2 separate regions of the Gossypium hirsutum genome follow, and region 1 is linked to region 2. A link is a contact called in public Hi-C data. All regions are on one chromosome and are shown on one strand. Each heading gives the region's core, a stretch centred on a gene start, on an enhancer-like site or on the middle of the called end of the contact. The rest is flanking DNA. Distances are from core to core; before and after follow the strand shown. Region 1 holds the start of LOC107886430 (F-box only protein 6). Region 2 holds the start of LOC107886437 (probable ribose-5-phosphate isomerase 2).

What was found. A called contact is a pair of places that touch in the nucleus more often than the background predicts.
Region 1: a contact with region 2 is called in a Hi-C map of leaf, with 1.8 times the contacts expected there. The contact joins the promoter of LOC107886430 here to the promoter of LOC107886437 in region 2. A contact is called at or near these places in 3 of 34 Hi-C or Micro-C datasets (all in leaf).

What each region holds. Positions count from the first base shown.
Region 1 is chrA03:91,086,333-91,091,530 of Gossypium_hirsutum_v2.1, forward strand. It overlaps LOC107886430 (F-box only protein 6), which reads right to left and starts at 3,084. Exons shown (of 2, transcript XM_016810387.2): 1 at 2,715-3,084; 2 at 1-567. The coding sequence starts at 2,857.
Region 2 is chrA03:90,529,522-90,535,051 of Gossypium_hirsutum_v2.1, forward strand. LOC107886437 (probable ribose-5-phosphate isomerase 2) reads right to left here and starts at 4,023. Exons shown (of 1, transcript XM_016810396.2): 1 at 2,662-4,023. The coding sequence starts at 3,707. The coding sequence ends at 2,925. LOC107886436 (protein PIN-LIKES 2) reads left to right here and starts at 271. Exons shown (of 2, transcript XM_016810394.2): 1 at 271-456; 2 at 802-2,397. The coding sequence starts at 857. The coding sequence ends at 2,212.

The DNA of each region.
Region 1 (5,198 bases), core at 1,834-4,333, 560 kb after region 2:
TCTTTAAATGACCGAGTCAAAGGGTTGCAGACATAGATTTTCCTATGACCAATATCAAGAAAGCAAACTAGACCACCTGCAGATGCAACTGGCAAAGCAATCATTTTTGTTGGCCTATATGCAGGATGGTGCCATTTCCTCATGGAAGGGTCATAATACATGGTTCCGGAGTTCACATTGTCATGAGTAAAAGCATAGAACCAGGTATTGCCTTGTGGGATTTCAGCACAACGCTGAGAGAAACTTTGCAACTCCAACAAGGAATTCCATTTACGGCAAACAGAGCGAAAGCGGAAGAATGAGGCTATGGGAAGTCTTGCAATGATGGCTTCAAGAAGGTCTTCAGGGAATTCTTTCCAAATATCTTGTTCCATAACCTCAGCCTCAGGTATAGCAGTACTTCCATGTAATTTCTCTTGGGTCCGTCCCTTTCGTGATTTCTTGCTTGGTGGAGGACCTGGAGGCTCAAAAGGTTCCAACATCTTACAACTTCCAGATTTCCCAGCAGCCATTACAAGACTGTAGTAATCGTCTGTAGAAGTATAATCTACATTGTGCAAACACCACCTGCACGGAAGCTAACATAAGTAATCCCGTTCCTACTGTCTATTTGAAATATGCTAAATAATTACCAGCTACAATAAATTTAAGATCATTAAGCTCAAACATGTTTAAAGCAATAGGAATTCCACCATTCATCCCATCACAAGTAATATGGTAAATATTTCGAGTTATAAGATCTGTTCAATTTGTGCAGGCCCGAAGAGAGAATTCAACAACTTTCCTCACCATCTTATTGATCAAAATCAATAGATGCAGCAATGTACTCAATTACCAATCTTCCCTCTTATATAAGTTTACACATCAAAAAATACCCATGCACCCCACAATGGGTACATTGATAAGAGAACCAAAGAATCCTAGAGAACTTGGGGTGAAAAATGAATACAAACTGATAGAAACTTCTCAGAACATCCTAATATAAAAGGTAGTAAAGAAGCCTTGTGTCTGTGAAGCAACATGTTCCACAGTTAACCTGTATAGCACAAGGGACAGAAGACTCCTCTCCAGTGGTGGAGTCGAGGGTCAAGCCAGCTAGAGAGGGAAGGAAAGGAGAGTGCCTCATTGCAAGAGACAAAAGCTAGAGATTATAACCAAATTTAGTAGGCGATTGTGCAAGTAACTAGCAATCCATTCGGACTTCAACATTCACATCACCTTTGAACTTCAATCATCAAACCTTATTCAAGTCAAGGCCTTATCTGCAGGCTTTTGCTGGTTGACATCTTTATGGCCATTTATCGATCAAAATAAGGCTAAGCCCAAGCAAAACTACCATGCCAAAGCTGTGCATGCTCTGGACATGACATAAATCATGTCTCCAAACAAGATAAATTCATCTCAACATCTTCATAAAAAATGTATATTACAATTTTCCTTATGGTTTTACCTAACATGTTCATTAGAAATGAAACTCAAAATGCACCTTGGCAAGATACATCTTGACCACCAAACCTTTTTCATTAGAAAAGAACCTCAAAATGAACTTTAGAATTGACACAAGATGCCCATATACATCGGTGCTTCAGGATTAACTTATAAAAGATGATATATGAACCTTGGAATCGTCTAACTTCACAAACCGCCTCCATCAATAATAACTGAACTACATGGAAAATAGACGCCTACATTCACTGTTAAAAGAAATTTTCCACTATGTGCTTGGTTACATTGCGAAGAATGGCTTTGCATAAGGCATGGGTATTGAAGGAATATTCAGAGAGAGAGACGACTACTGTGACATATGGACAAACCGAGCATTATGAACGAACCAAAGTAGCAGCCCACTCAACATTCATTAGTTAAACCCGAAGTTTTAAAGGAGACCTCGAAACAAATAAAGACCAACAACTATGTGTTACTTAAAACCCCCTGGCTCCGGATTAGTTGTATTACGAGTAGATTAGCTTTCTCTTTTTTCTTCATATGTAGTAAGGAAAAAGAAAATTTAAAAAGAGCTGATTAGTCTATGGCATATAATAAGCAAGAATCATTGGTTTAAGCGAGGTTTGAGATTCCATATACACAGTGAAACTATAATCACATGTTAACACAACCAAGAAGAAACATTCAAGTATCATTTTACCAAAAAACACAGCGGTCAACAAGTTCAAAGTTAACCATGACATAATGTAATCAGCCCCTAACAAAGAAGAGGGAACAAAAAAAACCTGAAAACTGCAAAAGGGGAAAAGAAAAAGCAAAGCAAAAAGTAGAAGAAAAAAAAAGAATCTACATGATTGGAATACAAGGAAAAAACTGAAAAATGGTATACACTAAAATTCATTCTTTTTGCAAAAAAAAAAAAAAAGAGTAAAAAATATGTAGAAACGAATACCCAGAAAAATTCTAATGGCATTAACATGCCGAAGCCCTTGAAAAAAAAAAGAAAATTTGACAGAAAAAAAAAGCAGTGGCATAAGAACCAAGTACTAAAAAATCTCAACAAGTAATGCAAGAAAGAAAATAACATTGGAAAAATTATAGGAATAAAAGATAACCTACGACTAAATCACATTGTTTTTATCAAAATAAAACAGAAGCAAAAAATGATGGAAGCAGAGAAGGGGGAAAAACATTTGAAAGGAAAGCGAGAATGCGAGGTAAGAGAGAAAGAAGGAATTGAAGAGATCTATCTAATTCTGAAGAAAGACCTGCGGTGGTGGTCGTCGGGGTGAAGATGCGGTTGAAGAAGGCGAAAATGAGACGGAGGAGGAGGCGGAGGAGGAGAGCCGTGAAGCTGCAAAAGATCTTGAATCTGACCGATTAGCTGCCCGAGCATGGCCAGCCCTTCCATGCCCACCAATAACCCCTTCACAACCACAACTAAAAATGAAATTTTCTTTTGTCCTTTCAATTCTTCTCTCAATGCCTTTTTGATGCCATTGAAAATGCTACTTTATTATCAAACTAGCTTTCATTCTGTTGTGAGTTAAGCGAGTCATCTAATACCCGCTTTGGCCCATTAACCCATAATTGCTTGCAATTATTCTCACCCGCACGCTTTTTTGTCATTGTAATCATCCCCCTTTTTTTTTCGTTTCTTTTCTTTTTTACTCTACCTTCTTTTCCACTTTAGGTTGTATTTTTAATTCAGAAAACAAAAAAGTTAAATTAGAAATAAAATTCATAATAGGAAATTTAAAATGGATTACAATAGTATTTAAGATTTTATAATTAATAAACTTATTTTGAATTCAACTAAAAACCACATCTATCCAACTTTACCTCACTCCTGCTTGCAATCATAACTAAGAATTTTATAATCATTATATATTTATACCAATTAAATAAAAGTACTTGTTATTTAATAAAAATTCTAGACTTGTAATTTAAGTTTTTATAAGTTATAATTATATTTATAAATGTTGGTCTTTTTTAGTACAAATAAATGTTGGTGCTTAATCATTCATGATATAAGTTTTTTTAATTTTATTTATAATAATTTAATTACTTTTCTCTCATCTAATTATACTCACGTAATTAGAAATATTTTTTTTCCATTCAATTATGAAAAGTTACAAAATAGTTATTAATTATTTGATTTTTTTTCTTACCAACACTTAAATGGCTCACAAAAATATCACATAGTAACTTTTAAAATTGGTATAATAGTAACTTTACCCCACAAAATTTATATATTAGATCAATTTAATATTTATTCTAAAAAAAATTAACCTTCAATATTTAGGCCAACTTAGACAAACATGCAATTTTTTTTAATTAGGCTTTTAAGCTATTTTTTTTAAATTTAGGGACATAGGTCATTTTTTGAAAGAGAAATGAAAAGCGCATCCAGTTGGGCATACTTTCCTTCAACGTTCATATAATCGTTGCCATTGCAATAGTAAAAAATTTTAAAAGGGTAATAGTCAAAAAAAAATTACATGAAAATACCTTCAAAATAATTTTTTTCACTCACATCCTATCCTCTCAATTCTTTCTAATCTCCTAACTCTCTCAATTTTCTTAAGTTTTTGTTCAAAAATTTCCGATATTCTTGTTTTAAAATATATATTTTTAATTATTTTGAATTTGATTTGTTCAAATTAAGTTTTCACGAATGACAACCTCTCTAATTCGTTTGGATGACAAGCACATTTTCACCGCTCAAGCAATAATGGTAAGACAAAATTTTAATTTTTTTTATTTTTGATTAAGTTAAATTTAAAACATTTTTCTATAAACTAAAATATTTTTTGTTTTTATAAATAGGCAGACAATCGTGTTTTGGAGGCGTTCGTACATAATTTGGCAAAGCCTCCAATCCCCGCCATTCGTGGTTGCTTACAAGAGGCGGGATTTTTGCATGTGTCTCGTATGCTCGGAGACATCAAACTTGATCCTAGACTCATCAGCGCATTGGTGGAAAGATGGAAGCCAGAGACACATGCTTTCCATTTTCCATGCAGCGAGTGTACAATCACATTGGAGGATTTGGCGTTACAACTTAGTCTGTCGTGGATGGGTCGATCGTCACTGGAGCACTAATCATTCCAGGTAAAGATGATCTCTGCATAGCATTATTAGGAAAGGTCCCGAACAAGTTTGATAGTGGTTGGATATCAATGAATTGGTTGGCAAAAAATTTTGATAAGTCTCTCGTAGATGCGACCGAGGTTGTCAAAGAACAATACACCCAAGCATTCATCCTTTAGTTAATTGGGGGCATTTTAATGCCCGATAATCTTGAAATTTGGTACACATAAAGTGGCAACTACACCTAGTAGACTTCAAAGAATGAGAAAAACTGAGTTAAGGATCAATCGTGTTGGTTATATTATATCGATATCTATGTTACGCCACAGAACAAAATAAGATGTCCATCGGTGGTTGCTTGCTCCTGCTGCAATTGTAAGCTTGGTAGTGGCTACCATTTTTATGTCCCCGAGTGAACGACCCGCACATGTTTCTGTTAGTGACAAGGTAAAAATCATTTATTAATAAATACGTAGTTTGTACGGTAAATGTTTTTATTTATCATATTTTGAACTAACATTGCTTTTACAGGTGGACCCATGAGTCGAGTTATGTGGGACTACCCCAAGAGTTGAAAGACATTAGACTACTGTTAAATCAACACTCAGAAGCCGAAGTTTATTACTTATTCTTTCGAACCTATATTAATCATGCAATGA
Region 2 (5,530 bases), core at 2,773-5,272:
TATTTTTTAACTTAAATATTTATTAATATATTATTTATAATAGTATCTATTTTAAATTTTGATTTTAACATAAATTTTTTAAAAATTAATTTATTATTTTAAGTATTAAAATACTTTTAATATAATTTAATCATACCACCAAATAATTAAAAAAAAAAAAAACTAGTTAGTAATGAGTTCACATCATGAGAAATGAGAGTGTTAGTTGCATGCCACCTTAACAGCTTCGATTATTAAGTACCGAACTGAGAAAATTGTATATTTTAAGGATTAAATCATAAATTAAATTAAAATTTAGGTATTAAGTAGAAAAAGTAGATTTAAAATAAAATTATTGTAATTCAATCTCGTACATATCTCTACTTGTGAGTTGACAGGTTTCCCGTGAATCTTTGAATTTTATCTTCTCTGTACTTCTCTGCAATACTTTAGTAGTTCTCCTGGCAGTTCTGATCCGTAAGTTCTATCTTTAACCTCTTTCTTCTTTTCTAGATTTTTTTTTTAATTTTTGCGGTGAAGTACTTTCTGATTTATTGGATTTATTATTACTATATCTATGGAAGTCTTGGATACTCTTCTCTGCGTTTTCCCATTGGTTTAGCTGGATTAGGGATCATGTAATTAATCCGTTTCTTGGTGTTGGGTATTTCTTTGAGTTTTTGGCTATTGATAATTTTGAGATATTTCGTGTTATCATGTTGAACCCACTTTATACGGATTACAATTCAATTGGGTTTTAGAGATTATCTTGGATTTCACCTGTTCGATTGTGTAATTATTTTTCTTCTTTTTATATTGCAGGAAGAACTTTTAAAATTGTTATTTGATATTCGAGAACTTGGAAGGAAGACCAAAGATGAATCGATATTTAGCTGAATTTTATAAAAATGATATGAAATCTAATAGTGAAGATCTGTTAAGTGCCATATTGCCTTTGATGAAACTTTTGTCTCTTACAGTCATAGGATTATTTCTTGCACATCCCAAAACTCAAATCATTCCAAGAGCCACATTTAAGCTCCTAAGCAAGCTTGTTTTCGCCCTATTCTTGCCCTGCCTAATTTTTACTGAACTCGGTGAAAGTATTACCATTGATAGCATTGCTCGGTGGTGGTTCATTCCGGTCAATGTGTTAATCAGTACTTTTGTTGGTTGCTTGCTGGGGTTGTTGGTGGTCATTATATGTCGTCCACCACCTGAGTACCAGCGATTTACCATCGTTATGACTGCCTTTGGCAATACGGGAAATCTATGTCTTGCTATTGTTGGATCTGTGTGTCACACTTCAAATTCCCCGTTTGGGCCTCATTGCCACTCGAGGGGTGTGGCCTATGTCTCTTTCGCCCAATGGGTTGCTGTTATTCTTGTCTATACCCTGGTTTATCACATGATGGAACCGCCGTTGCAGTTCTATGAAGTTCTTGAAGAAGGGACTGAAATTGAGGAACAAAGGCCGGTAAATGATATCAGCAGGCCTCTTCTTATAGAAGCTGAATGGCCAGGCATTGAAGAAAAAGAGACCGAACATTCTAAGACACCATTCATTGCCAGGATTTTCAACAGCATCTCTAGTCGTTCAACATCCACTTTTCCTGACATTGATATCAATGGTGACACTAGCGGGAGCAGTCCCATGTCCATTCGGTGCTTGGCTGAACCTAGAGTAGTCAGGAAGATTCGAATTGTTGCTGAACAAACTCCGATACAGCATATACTTCAGCCCCCTACAATTGCATCTTTGCTAGCAATCATTGTTGGCACCGTGCCTCAATTAAAATCCTATGTCTTTGGATATGATGCTCCCCTGTCTTTCATAACAGACAGCTTGCAGATTGTAGCAGGTGCAATGGTTCCTTCTGTGATGCTCATTCTCGGGGGTATGCTAGCTGAGGGTCCAAATGATTCTAAGCTTGGACTCAGAACCACCATCGGCATAATTGTGGCAAGGCTGTTGGTGCTTCCTTTGCTAGGAATAGGGATTGTGACACTTGCTAGCAAGTTGGATCTTCTTGTAGCTGATGATGCAATGTACAGATTCGTGCTCTTGTTGCAATACACTACACCAAGTGCCATTTTATTGGGAGCCATCGCCAGTTTGAGGAGTTATGCAGTTAGAGAAGCTTCGGCACTTCTCTTCTGGCAGCATTTGTTTGCGCTGTTTTCATTGTCTCTTTATGTAGTGGTTTACTTTAAATTGCTGCCAGCTATGTAGCTTGATCGGCTACCATGAAAATCTTGTTGGTTAATATGTTAGTAGGAAACTGTTATCCAGAGTCAGTGCTGCTTGTCCCCGTTCCATTGAAAATGTAAGACGTTTGTCTGACTTGATTTTTTTGTTTAGTTTGTATGTTTTGGGACAGTAGTATTTGCCAATGAAGTTTGTGAAAACTTTAAAAAGTTTGCCCAACACAACTATGTTCACAGTTTATTTAGTTTAGCTCGAAATAAAGTCAAGCTATCAAATGAATTCAATTAGCTTGATCGAGCCTCTGAATTCAAAAACCCAATACTGAACTTCCATGGGATTTGCAATTTGATGATTCATCACAGAATTTTTTTTTTTAAAAAAGAAGAGTAATTGAATGCCATATTGAAGAAGATGATGAAAGACCTCTTTGCTTCAATGTCAATTTGACTATGGGTCAAAAATTCCAAATCAAATGCAATAATAAACCGATTTTGTGATTAAAATGATCATAGAACAGTTGACATTCATCATTCTCATAGTTCAGCTATTGCTTTCACAATCCTAACATCCCTAAATCTTCTCTTCCCTTAAATTTGTGTCCAAAACGAAAATAACAAAACTTGAGAAGACAAGACAACTCTTGTCATCAATCAATAAATGCCAAAAAAGGAAGAATCCATTCCCAGCTGCAATAGCAATTCCCTAATTATTAAAATAAAGTTAGTTTGAGTTTGTACTACTTATTCTTGATGGTGATTCCAAGCTCCCCTGCAACTATAACAGTAGTGGCCATAGCAAGAAACATGCCATGCTCAACCACACCAGCAATCCTCAAAATAGCATCGCTTGCCACCTGCAAATCCCCAATATCTTTCTTCAAATACAAATCCACAATGTAATTCCCATTATCCGTTACGAAAGGCTCCCCTTTACAATCATTCCTCAGCTTGGCAACGCAACCAGAATCTCGAAACAAGTTTTGGAGTTTTTTGGCAGTGAATTTCCAACAAAAAGGAACAACTTCGACGGGCATAGCCAAACCGCTGCCTCCCAAATACTTGACCAACTTGGATTCATCAACGATACATACAAATTTCTTGCAAGCTCCTTCCACCATTTTCTCTCTTAACAGAGACCCACCTCTGCCTTTCACCAGATTAAGATGCGGGTCCACTTCATCAGCACCGTCGATTGCCATATCAATGGTGGGGTGGCTGTCGAGATCCGAAAGTGGGATACCTAAAGAAATAGCTTGTTCTTGTGTTTTTTTGGAGGTGGGGATTCCTATGATGTTGGTGAGCTTGCCTTGACGAAGCAACTCGCCGATCCGGTCGACGGCGTGTTTGGCCGTGGAACCTGTGCCCAGACCCAGAACCATGCCTGATTCCACGAACTCAACGGCTTTGTAAGCGGCGATTTTTTTTAATTCGTCTTGGGTTAGGATAACCGGCGGAGACATAGGAGGAGACAAAGACAAAGCCTCCATGGAAGAAGCTTTTTCAGACCAAGCAACAGCCATTATTTGGGCGGGGTTAATCGGTAGCAAACAATAAAGAAGAATATATTAAAAATTTTGGCAAGTTAAAAACTAAATCAACCAAAAAAGTCAAAAGGGTATGAATAGTGAGAGAAAAAGCAAAGAAAAGAGTGGGAATTTTCTTTGCTTTGAAGAAGAAGGGCGGGGAGGCGAGCGAGGTATGAGGTATGAGGCATAAGGGATTGTTTGGGTGTAGTGTGAGTGGGCTGCCCTTCCTTTGCTTCTTATAAAACGGAGAATCCAAGGCCGACACAAAATAATAATACCAGAGAGATTCGGAAAATCGAATATTGGCTTTAGGTCAAACTTCATCCTAAGTTATTAAATTATACTTATTTTGGTTATTTAAATATTATAATTTTTTAATTAAATCATTGAATTATTAAATTCTCTTTTAAAAAATGTACTTTCATCGTAAAGCTTAAAGCAACCATTCTATGATTGGTGTCGTGAATTACTACTCATTAATAAGTAGAATAACATATTTTAGATTCAAAATAATTTAATGGTCAGTGTCGAAGATTTGAAGAAAAAAATTATTTTAATTTTGATTCATAAATTTGTAACATCTAAAATTATTTCATGAAAAAAATTTATAGCAGAGAAAAGGAAAGACAACTTTTGATTGGTGTATGTAATGTGAACAGAAAAAATTATATAACATTGATTTTAATAGTCCAGTGACTAGTAATTTTTTTAAGTTAAATTACCAAAACAAAAATTTACCTATAATTAAGTGACTAATAATTTAATTTACCCTATTTTTATTTAATTAGTATTATTATTCAAAAAATAAAATATATTTACACAATAACCAAAATAATAATTAAATTGTAAATATCTCAATTTTGAAGATTTAATTTTGATATTATGTTATACCTAAATTGGAGTTCCAAAAATAATTAAAGAAATAAGCAAAAGAAATAGACAAGTTGCAAGGAAACGCGTGGGGACTTAAATTACGAATCTCCGCATATTGGATGGATTTGTCGGTGTCTGAAGGAATTTGTGAAAGTGGTGTATTACTATTTTGCTTTTTATTTTCCGCAAACTCTCTTAATAAATAGAAAAGATGAGGAGGCAGGCGTGGCGTGGCGTGGCGTGGGGCATGCATTTCCAACTTTGAAATCTATGATTTGGTCCACCAAACATTTTAAAGGAACCGTGGGGAACTGTTGTTCCTTTTTGCATGATTCTTGCCGCGCTCCGTATCTACAGCAATTGATGATGTTCTTAAGCCAATCCCATTTGCCTAATCATATACTACAAATATTCATCCAAAACCTTTTACACTATTTTCCCAATAAAATAGAGTCAAATCCTACAACTATTTGATATAATCAAAAACAGTAAAATTTATGATCAAATTAATTTTTAAACACAATGTCTAGAATTACTTATAAATAGGATACGTTTCAATACACTCAAATTTACAGTGTCCATTCTTATCGAATTAAAACTTAATCAACTATTAAAAATTAATTTTAGTAAAACATTGACTGTTTTCTTGAGTTGCGTAATTCAATTACGCTTTCTTTATTTAAACCCCAACAAAATCACTAGTAATAATCCGAACAATGTTATGTCTTATATATGAAAGCTGTAGGAATATTGATCTATGTAGTGGATGACCGAATCAAGGAGCAGGATGTGTTGTAGTTGACTTTTGGAGAAATTAGTAGGCAACAGCTCCTTTGCAGTGCAAATAGCGTTTTTAGGGAAAATGTTCATTATTCTCCACCGCTACTGCCTTTTCTCTTCCTCTGTTCAAATCAAACTATTACTAATAGAATCTATTAATATTT